Regions from separate parts of the Bombyx mori genome. Here region 2 is linked to region 1. Evidence: chromatin contacts called from public Hi-C data. All regions are on one chromosome and are shown on one strand. The core of a region is the stretch at or near the end of the contact, and the rest is flanking DNA. Distances in the headings are between cores, read along the strand shown. Region 1 overlaps LOC101744937 (rho GTPase-activating protein conundrum). Region 2 holds the start of LOC101744937 (rho GTPase-activating protein conundrum).

Evidence for each region. Hi-C and Micro-C count contacts between places; a contact is called where the count stands out from the background.
Region 2: a Hi-C map of middle silk gland shows a contact between it and region 1, with 2.1 times the contacts expected there. The contact joins the promoter of LOC101744937 here to the enhancer-like site in region 1. A contact is called at or near these places in 4 of 7 Hi-C or Micro-C datasets (middle silk gland, midgut and whole pupa).

Annotation. Positions count from the first base shown.
Region 1 is chr5:1,605,882-1,611,655 of ASM3026992v2, reverse strand. LOC101744937 (rho GTPase-activating protein conundrum) reads left to right here. Exons shown (of 13, transcript XM_012690418.4): 11 at 1,049-1,226; 12 at 2,488-2,671; 13 at 2,846-4,626. The coding sequence ends at 3,020. It overlaps LOC101742253 (nucleoporin Nup43), which reads right to left. Exons shown (of 4, transcript XM_004926202.5): 4 at 4,618-5,353. The coding sequence ends at 4,838. Among protein-coding and RNA genes, the nearest start is that of LOC101742253, 5.2 kb to the right of the region's middle. Within about 2 kb of position 2,550, at least 4 of the 8 cell types and tissues checked have open chromatin away from gene starts, as enhancers often do.
Region 2 is chr5:1,728,806-1,734,579 of ASM3026992v2, reverse strand. It overlaps LOC101744937 (rho GTPase-activating protein conundrum), which reads left to right and starts at 2,939. Exons shown (of 13, transcript XM_012690418.4): 1 at 2,939-3,064. The coding sequence starts at 3,035. LOC110385201 reads left to right here and starts at 3,042. Exons shown (of 5, transcript XM_062668532.1): 1 at 3,042-3,212. It overlaps LOC101741911 (a long non-coding RNA gene), which reads right to left and starts at 3,007. Exons shown (of 2, transcript XR_209754.4): 1 at 2,866-3,007; 2 at 2,442-2,749.

The sequences.
Region 1 (5,774 bases), core at 1,301-3,800:
ACTCAATTTTAACTTCACCGTAGCTCAGTTTTTATCGCACCGCCCAACTAAACCATTTCTCCCCAAACAATCTTACCTAACATCGCCTAAACACAGACTTCGGAGAATTTTGTTCGTGATTTATATCTGCTTTAAATGGACATTGCTTTATTAATATAGATTGACTGGTGGTAGGACCTCTTTTGAGTCCGCACGGGTAGGTACCACCATCTGCCTATTTCTGCCGTGAAGCAGTAATGCGTTTCGGTTTGAAGGGTGGGGCAGCCGTTGTAACGATACTGAGACCTTAGAACTTATATCTCGAGGTGTGTGGCGCATTTACGTTGCAGATGTCTATGGGTTCTAGTAACCACTTAACACCAGGTGAGCTGTGAGCTCGTCCACACATCTAGGCAATAAAAATAAAATAAAAAAATATTTAATAGTTAAGTATTGAAATGAACAAGTGGCTACACAACGTGCGATCTATGGGATTGACATCAGAGAGGCCACATGACTTTTCGTTAGCTTATGTTAATATGTTAGGCGGGGGACCCTCGAAATTCTGATACCAAAGTCTACCTTAATTGAATAAAAACATTAGTTTCCCTTCGTCTGATATAAAATGAAAATAACAATGAAATTGCCAGAACCATTCCAAATTTTAAATGATTTAGGTATGTTAGGCGGGAGACCCTGGAAATTCTGATCCGAAAATCTACCTGTATTGAATAACAAAGATTATAGTTTTTCCCTTTATAAATATAATACTAGCCGTATTCGCCCGCTTCGCTGGGCATTTAAAATTAACATTATTATTTCTCACCTCCACAAAGATACTCATCATTAACGCCCCCACAACTGGTGTAGGGAGTCCAACACTCATATAAATATTAGCCTATCCATTAAGTACATGTATTTTCTACATGGATACCATGTTTCAAGTCAATCGGATGCATGGTTCAGTAGTTATAACGGAACATCCGTAAAAACCACTGTAGATTTATATATTAGTATAGATAAATTAAAACCAATGAAATTGCCTGAACGATTCCAAAATTTGACTTAGGTATCAGAGCTGAGTCAGCTGATAGAGCGGCAGTGGTACGAGGACCGCGGCGCGGTGGAGGCGGCCGTCTCGCTCGCCAAGGGACACGACCTCGCCGCCGTCTACAAGCGGCTGCTGCGGGCGCTGCCCCAGCCCCTACTCACGCAGGAGCTCATGAGGCTCTTCTACCACACTTATGGTACGTATATTCAACACTGCTGTCTTTTTTGACGTGACAACGTCTTATAATTCGATGGAGCCGGCTGCACGCACGAAAAAACATGACTCATGCGGCGTTACCTCGCTCTGAGGCGTTCCATTAAGGCTTGAAGTGCAAGCGAGAACGCGCAACGAGCGACAAAGAGGCACAATCGGCCGCCGCGTTCGGCAGCGTTCGACATCTGTCTCTCTCCTACTTGAGTGAGCGATGCATCCGCGTGGACAGCTGCTATACAATAATACATTTACATGTTTTCGTCAAGTATCAGTTCAGTGAAAAGTGAATGTGGTGTCAATTGTTTATAGAAACGATAATTGCGATAATTGAAAAATGAAACCATTCCATCAGTATTTTCTTATGACGTTGTGCGTTCAACTATCGTCAGTAGTATTGATACCGTACCGAGAATTACCGAATTTAGACGATGTCAAGAAAAGGGATGTCCAATATGCGTGTTTGAGAATGTTGCTCAATCGATTTTTTTTTTCAAAATGATTAAAAAAAAAATAAAAAAAAAATGTGTGCGTGTACTAGTGTACACACGTAAGAAGTGAAACTTGTTTATGGCCTTATTTTTCGAAAAATGATCTACATGCAACTTTCTAGAAATTGGTTAAATAAAGTTAAATTAGATAAAGTTTAAACAAAAGGATTTTATTATCATAGACATGAATACAAAAAAGTTAAATTAGATAAAGTTTAAACAAAAGGATTTTATTATCATAGACATGAATACAAAACAGATGGCGCGTAACGGAAAAATGTGACGCGTAACCGAAAAATGTGACGGTAAATTTTTTTCCAACGCCGATAAGGAAGTTTCACTTCAAAAAAGAAAATTAATAAAAATAAAGTATAACTTCTTACGCGCGTACATAAGTACACGCACCCTTTTTTATTTTGTCTATTTAGAGTTTCTTCAGGTTCAAATGTGTAACAATGGTGATTTATTAACTGTTAGATATCTGTGAAAGTGCACAAATGTGGGAAAATAAAACAAAGTCGCTGGACGTAACTTTCCGGGATCCTCCAAAAAGTCCACTGAAAAAATCTCAGTAAATGACCACCATTTTACTGAGATTATATTTCATCCCATATTATCTCGTCTCATTTCATTTCATTTCACTGCATAATATCATTTTTCATAATATGAATATAAATTAACATAAGACATGACTTAAAGGTCTAAGTTACCAGGTCATAAAATCCCTTAAAATAAAAAAATAACCGGGTGTTACAGCGCTGAGTGGATCGACCCGCGGGCGCGCCCTCAACCTGCTGGTGCTGCTGCTGGGTCCGGAGGCACGCGCCACGCTGCGGGAGCTGCTGCGGCTCGCCAACGACATCGTCGCGCACGCGCACGCCAACAAGATGAACGAGCACAACGTCGCCATGATCATCGCGCCCACGCTCTTCCCGCCCAGGTGCGATACCAACGCTTTTATCTATATACTAGTGGTCCCGCAGTAGTCGAAATTCGACTATAATTAATTGAAATTATAAGTTTCAACATTATTAAGGTTCTGTTGTCAAAGAGTATCATACCTCTACATTCTTCAATTTGAAAATCGAATTAATTTGTCAAGTTTCCATTCCAGCCTTCTGATCAAGCAATCAGACAGCCTGGAGACGCAGCTCGCGACCGCCGCCAACAGCTGTCACGTTACGGAAGCCATGATGCGGCACTCCGAACAACTCTGGACCGTGCCGCCCTCCCTCCTCGCCGCTGCTCAGAGGAAGCCGCAAGCTCATCGCAGATTACAGCACACTTGATATACAGAACAACTAGAATTGGACTGTTATTGGGTTCATTTGGTCTTGCGAAAATGGCGTAATTTTTAAAACTGACGCACTTTGAATTATTGCTGTTAAATAGTGAAATATTTTTATGACCATTCTTTTAACTGTCAAAAATTTTTAATTTTCGTTTATAACGAGACTAGCGACCCGCCCTCGCTTCGCTTCGGAAACTGTAATTTATTATTGATTTCTCCACTATTTAATGGATGTTATTATACATATAATCCTTCCTTCCTTCTTCAATCACTCTATCTATTAAAAAAAACCGCATCAAAATCCGTTGCGTAGTTTTAAAGATTTAAGCATACATAGGGATATAGGGACAGAGAAAGCGACTTTGTTTTATACTATGTAGTGATTTACTATATTCCATTATGGTGTTCGAGATTTTGCTGTGTTTATTAATTTAATCGAAAATTAGCATGCTGTTTTAAGTTTTTTGTGAAGACTTTCGAATATTGGACAAGTCAAAAGTGATGCTTCTGGCTTGTGTGGACCAATTTAATTTTAATATTATTTTAGTAAGGTGCTCACACAAGTATTATTATAATCAATTAAGTATAATGTTAATCTAAAAGTGGCCTCTTGAAATTATGCTTTCTTGTACCTATTTATATGTTTTAAGCAAATATTCTCAGTAAGAGATTTAAGAACGTTATGTAACTCATTTTGTCGAATTTCGTCACGCATAACATTTTTCAACGCCCCAAAGGAAAGCATAATTTCGTTGATATTCGGTCATTTTGTGTGCTGTGCTTCATTTTATTTATAAACAATGTTCCGTGGTATAAGTTATCAATGTAAAAATTTCAAAAACACGACATCACACGTCACTTAATTATTTGTTAATTTTTTACGTTTAACCCTTCGATCGTTTTACGAACAACTTTTTGAGTAGATAGTGTGTATGCTATTTTATATTTTTGTTTCTTTTTAATATACACATTGCGTAAACATGTGAATGAGATGCCAAATAAACAGTTTTATATAATTTAGTTGATAACGACTAACATATTTGGAATGGGGCTGAGCCTTAAGTTACTTAGAGATTCGGTGCCATTGTTTGGTTGTTTTTGCAAAAAGTTACCGTTATAAAAATTTCAATTTGGCGGCGTTGATGCTTAACGTGTCTAGGTTTTTTTTAAATTTATGATTTCTGAAAATTTTGTTTAAAAATTTCTACTCGCTCTCACAAGATGTTATGATAATTGAGAACTTCACAAGTAGTATTTTTTATTGGTCATTCAGAATTCAAATATCAATTTAAGCAATCTAATAGAGTCAGCAGTCATACTCATAGTTGAATTTAGTTGATTACTACATCATCGTCGCCAAAATAAATGGTTGTTTCGACTTGGTGCCTTCATATGATATTATATACTCTACATCACAATGTAAATAAATTTTGTTAAGTGTGAATTGTATAACACGATATATTTTGAACGATTTATGTATAAAATTTTACCAATACTTTGACTAGGCATGCAAAGACTGACTTGGTGTATTATTGATAAAAATATATTATAATAAATATAAGTGTATTCGCCTTTGGTAATAAAATAAAGACATATTATTTGAACATTGTTTTTATTTCTTTTCTATGAAAAAACAGCGCTTGGTGATCTTTCTGTTGTTTTTTTGATTTTTCTTCAAATTGTAACCTCTTTTAAAATAAGGTAATTATCTTATAGAAAAAAGTGTCATTATGTAGAAATTCTTAAAAGTAAATTATTGTTATGAGTAGTATTAGGATTAATCATTAAAATCATTTAATCCCATAATAATGACAATCAATACTTCAAATTCTTTATCAAATATACGGCTTCATTATCTGCTCCACATAAAATCCTTCCCTTTTCACAATCTAAAGAGTTCAAAGCTTGATGAAATGATGGCATTAAAGAGTTAATCATCATTGTATTTTTATCTTGTAAAGGCATCCATACCAGCTGGTTGTCTGGTCCTTTAGTGCTTTTTGTAATTGTTTCCATGTTCCAATCCCACAGTTCACCCGAAACCGCACAAGTTAGTAATTTCTGGGGATTTTCTGGGTGGAATTGCATTTCGGTAACTCCACCTGTGTGTGCACTAAGAAGGGATGTAGGAAATGTGTTCATGCGTAAGTCCCAAATAGCAACAGATCCTGATTCGCTGCCCGCTAGTACTATATGAGGTTGTGTTGGATGATTAATGATGCATGTCGCAGCTAACTCATCTCCAGCTAGTAAGAATGATGCAGCGGGTTTGTCTACTTCAGATCGAAGGTCCCAAATTTTGATGTGGCCTCGAATGTTACCTGTTATAACCTGTAAAAATACTTTTTTTTATTGTTTCTTATAAATATATACCTTGTGGTAAAGCCAGCTCTTGTTTATAGTTTCTTATAATAATAATGAACATTTTATTTTCTTTGATAAAAATGATTTTTTTGTACTCGCTGTTCTATTGACTATTTGTAAGTAATATTTATTTGTTGATCTGTTGTATAGGCAATGAAAACATTTATCAATGAACTTTATCTTTTCTTTACTTTTATTTAGTTTATAAGAATCAGAACAATATTTTTTTTTTTACTCACAGCTCACAGCCCACCTGATGTTAAGTGGTTACTGGAGCCCATAGACATCTACAACGTAAATGCGCCACCCATCTTGAGATAAAGTTATAAGGTCTCAAGTATAGTTACAACGGCTGCCCCACCCTTCAAACCAAAACGCATTACTGCTT
Region 2 (5,774 bases), core at 1,690-4,189, 120 kb before region 1:
ATATACATACGTTTTTAGGGATACAAAAAGTTACATAGAGTCCTTTTCACACAGGACAAAAGGACCGCTTGCAAAGGATCGATCGATTTTTTTATACATTAACGCGAATGAAGACTCGAGTAAGAGCTGTTTAGTTTGTAAGTACGCAAGCTTAAGCTATATTTATATAGTATATTTGTGGTAATCGAGGAATTTTACAAATATCTTAGATTAAGCATTACATCGTAGAAAGTTCTCGTGCTCAATAATGCGATCCGTTAAGCCTACTAGACTCTCCAGTTTAACTTGCTAATGGGATGGATTTGGGGGGTAGTAATGGGGGTCACTTATTTGATTAAATAAACTCTTGACAAGTATATATATACATGCGTTAAGATGATTTACGGGTTTTCATATTTTAATTAAATCCAATTCTGATTTTGAAAGTCAGAGCTCCTAGGGAGTATTAAAATCAGGATAATGGTCATGAAATTGTAAGATCAAATTACGACCTGGAAAAAGATTATACCAAGCTTTACTTATAGTCAGACGTAGATTAGAAAAAACTAAAAAATAAAAATAAAGCCTGGCGAATTTTGCTAACCCTGGCCGTAGCAAGGGCGATGCTTCGATGAAGCTACCAACGGATCGGAATCGTGACCCACTGAGAAGATCCGATGGGAAATTCCGTGGGCTGGACACGATCCTTTTCTGTCTTTTATGGTAAGTTACACGTCCATAAAAATGTCAAGAATAATAATTAAACACCCAACAATAGTATCTATATTAGAAAATCGTTAATCGTTTATTGGCGTCCATGCGTTCCAATACAATTTTTTTCCCACCTTTGCTGATAGCCTTGAGAGGCTATTTCAGCTTCGCCCTAACATGTAGGTGAGCTCACGGGGCTCAAACCGGAGTGTTGCTAACACTGGCCCTAGCAAGAGCAGTGCTTCGCAGAATCTACCACCGGATCGGAAACGCGACCCACTGAGAAGATCCGGCAAAAACTCAGTGGGCTGTATCTATGGGTTAATTCGCTCGTCGAGCCCTTCGTCGTCCAATACAAAAATGTTAAGCTTGTTTATCATAGTGTAATATTCAAGTCGAGTTCGTCGGTTACATGCAATCGCGTCCGAATCCGGCTCCATCATTAATATTTGTAATTCATCGAGTGTCCACAGGGATTAGAATACCACTTTAAGACTTGCACTAAAACTGTGTCAATTGAGCAGCATTGTAATACATCCTTTGCACTAGACTTTCCTATGAGGCTTGGTGAATAAAATTAAATATTTAAAGTCGTCGTGGCTTAAATAGTAAAACGCCTGATGTTATCGAAAGACGCGGTTATATCTTGGTTCATCATCGCTAAACTCAAGTGGTTGCCAATTCACCTTCGCCGTAATACTTCTTTATTTACTATATTTTAGTCTCAGAATACAGTGTAATCTGTATTCTGAGATTTTAGTGTGCAATAACGTATGTTCTCTCTCTCTTAGACTTAGAACTCGGGTCTAAGGTGGGTGGCCGCATTAACGTGTTTGATGTCTATGGGCTCCGTGACAATTTAACACTAGGTGGGCACGTCCATCCATCGTAGCAATAATAAAAAAACAACAGAAACTAGAAATGATATACCAATCAACGATTAGTAGGCATCATTTTGTATATCATTGGTATATCAACGAATACAATTTGAACGAAGATTTCTATGTTACTAATACATTCAACTGTTCCGCTTATGTATTCCCATAATTCCGTTATTTATTTATTTATTTATTCGAAACTGTATACCAACATTAATAAGCGATCTTTGCGTAATGTTGGTACCGAGATCCTTAAGGCGGCTCGCTTTGAGATAAAATCAAAGCATAGCGGTAACCGGCTGAAGTTGTTAGCGGTTACATTGATTAACTGGTATTTCTCAGTAATTGAACGATCTTGTTAAGCTGTTTTCGAGCCATGTTACGATAAACAATATGGTTTTATTAATAGTCAAATAAATGTGATTATAACAATAATTTTCACGGATCTCTCATCATGGGGTTTTGGAACACACGTAATGATCGGGTATTCATAAAAAGTGAAAATCGCGGTAAGAACTTATATACATATAGTGTATAAAGTGTAGTGTATAGATTAAGATTCAACGATTCTTTATAAGTATAATAATTATCTCAGCAGGCAGCAGCGTCAGCACACTCATCGAAGGTTATGATTTTCATCGAAATGCAAGTTAACCCACAGACAGTCCAGACACTGAGTTTCTCTCCGAATTCTCTCAGTGGATCGTGGTTCTGATTTGGGGTAGATTCAGCGAAGCGCTGCTCTTCTTACTAGGGCTGATGTTATCATAGTGTCAGGCTGAGACCCGTAAGCTCGCCTACATACCCGATGAAGTCAGGATATCCCCTCGAGGCTATTAGGCAGTGGGTAGGAAAAAAGAAAAAATTCTGCCATACTTGTTTGTTGGTTTATTTATTTTTTGTAAAATGGAAACAGAGAAAGCTTTATTGTACACCAAAACACAATTAACATTCAAAATCAGTCAACAGGCAGGTACCTATAATTGTACAATGGGCGTTCTTATAGCTAAAAGCGATCTCTTTCGTTTTATCCACAAAAATTCTGAAAACTGAGTATTGGCTAAATTGAATGGAACGTAATTTTATAACAAATACAATGCTTTTTCATTATTACAATAATATGTGTAATTACGATAAACTTGAATCTAATTGACTTGATTGCATAGGGCGTCGACCTGAAACTTAAAATAAAAACGAACAAGTTGCAAAATAAAATACAAGAATACGTGTATTTTAAAAGTATCACCTTATTTTGCTTATAAAAATAACATTGTAAATAATACAAGTAGGTACTTACTTGGTTCACACTGCGCCATCTCGAATACATTATCTTCTTTATCAATGGAGGTACGTTTCATCTCGAATGTTTATCTGTTTTTATTTAGTTTATTGTTTGTGTCAGTTGGAAAATTGTCACTTTTAAATAATATAGTTGTGCGATTTGTTGTTTTTGTTGTGTTTTTCAAATGTTGCAGTGTGAAATCGATTCTTATAAGGTATCAATCAAATAACGTATTTTGAATGTTGTTTTTGTTTGTCTTTTTGAAAGTTGTGACTTATGTGTGTGGTCTGACTTTTAAAATAGAGGGCCTTCTTCTATCATATAATAGACAGGGCAACGATTACAGAAAACGAAGAAAGAAGGTAACGTAGTGCTGCCTATTTCTAACTGCATAGCACCACAATCCATGCAATTTACAGATTTACACTTGCATGTCAAGCCTCAGATTTATTTATGTATTCTGTTTTCTCTTTTATTTTGATGACATTGAAGCTTGTCAATGTCAAATAGATATCCTAGACATCAGAAGAGGAAATGGTGTTCAACTGATATTTGTTTTTATCATAGATTTTTTTTATGTCACTAGACTAAATCTAATGGCCTATAGTGACATATTATTGGAATTATAAAGCGAGTAATGGCTAAGCCTTTATTCGAGGATTTTTAATTATGCCTAATAATTTATCTTATTGATATTTTGTACTTGAGACGTTAATATTATGTCGACGCTAGTAGACAGCGGCACTGAAGCTTCAGTTGACCATGGGCTTCGGTGACCGTTTAAAAGCAGGTGACTCGTGTCTTCGCGTCTCTCATTCGGGAACAATAAAAGAGGTTAACGATAAAGGTAGAAGTTTAGTGACTTATCCCTACTCGCAGCTTTCAACAGGCAAAAACTTACATGCATACACCCAATGTTGTTTGTGGACATCCTTAAAGGTCAAAGGTATTTTACATAACAAGCATTAGAGGACAATAATATATGTTTTATGGTAAATCTGCTATTGACATGAATAACAGAACGTGTAAATAATCTCAGTTCACTATTTTAACTTGAAAACCGGTTTCGTCAGATTTATGGCGTGTCTTTCATCTTTGCAATAATTTAACATCCATTTGTATTTGAATTATAACGTTACTAGGGACCCGCCCTCGCTTCGCTTCGGAAAATCTAATTTATTATTGATTTCTCCACTATTTAATGGATGTTATTATACATATAAACCTTCATCTTCAATCACTCTATCTATTAAAAAAAAACCGCATTAAATCCTGTTGCGTAGTTTTAAAGATTTAAGCATACATAGGGATATAGGGACAGAGAAAACGACTTTAATCTTCAATTTTAAATAATTATCCGCTATAAACTATGCTGATATAGAAACTTCATTGGATTTTTTGGAAATTCGAGGAGTTTCACGTCTTTATTCCACTTGTGCACTTTCTTACTCACACATTATATGGTAAACATTCGCAATTACAACGAAATCTAAAGAAACACTTGTAATCGATAATTATGGTCAATCTCACTTCAGATATTCCATTCGATATGTTATTTTTGTTCTTTATTTCTTGTCTCGAAATCCCTAATACCAGGGTTGTGAGTTTTTCAGTTCATCTCTATTTACCAAACATGGTTAGTGGTAACTGTTCACCAACAGGCTATTGTCAGCTCGCCACAATATTATCTTAATCTTAATCAATATAATATTATCACAATATTATATATAGTATTATCGATCACAATTACAAAATACACAAATCGAAACTTGCTCTTGGCAACTCTAGTAGTGACGCATCTCTAATATAGAAGATGCGTGTCTATGCATTATTATAGTCTATGGTCCGTGTCCTAGTAAGGTAAACACGTGTGGTCTCCTACAAGGTTGGGTCCTATAATAATATACAATGAGCAATGGAATTTTGTTTGTTTTGGTCTCAATTTACCCACCTGTTTATTCATAATTTGTTTATTCACAATGAACTTTGTTGTTGTAATTAACTTAGTTTTTATTTAATTTCATATAGCGTGTAAACGATTCTTTAGGTTATTCTATGTAAATTAAAAAAATTGTACCTTTTGAAGACTCACCCCTAGTAAAAATTATTTAAATTTGATTATTTATTGGTGTCGTCACGTGGTGGAGTCAAGCAAGAGGTCATTTTTACTTTAAGCCAAAATTGTTTTTTTTTAATCGAATAATTTGGCGGACAACCACAGACAATCATAGACAGGCCAAGACCTTCGTTCTTAAAACAAAAAATAAATTGAACAGTATTGCATCAACACAATTGTTAGAAGTTAAAATGTGATGCTCTGATTAAAATGAAAAATGGTATATTACTGCACTGTATATTTCTCGTTTGAGTGTGGAGATGGTTTATTTTTTTTATTCTTGTGAAACTGTTCTGATTCTTAGTTTCTTACGTATACTTCCTCTTTTAATTCTGATTAACTCGTACGTGGCGTACGTGAACTGTGTGTTCATGAATGTTCACAGTTGGCTGCCGGAACAATGTATTTACATAATTTGAACATTAACGCGTCGCCAAAAAAGATAATGAATTTTTTTGTTTGATATTTTTTAATCGTAAAATACAGCTTTATTTCTAAGAATATTGCAGCAAAGGACGGTGTTTAGGTGAGCAAGAGCATCAAGTGCGTTCGAGTTGATTGTCAGTCTGTTCGTGAAAATTTATTAAAATATTGATCAATATACGCCGCATATAGAAATATGCGTATTGTTATGGAATTATAAAATTAAAATAATATAAATTAGGATAAAAATTGAAAGCGTATATTTTTAACGTGTCACGCATTGCTGAGTTTACGCGGTAAAAAAAAACCACAGACTATTCAGGCGCCTGAACACGTATTGACTAAGTAAAGGCCAATAGCAAAATTAAAAATTAAATTATCATGA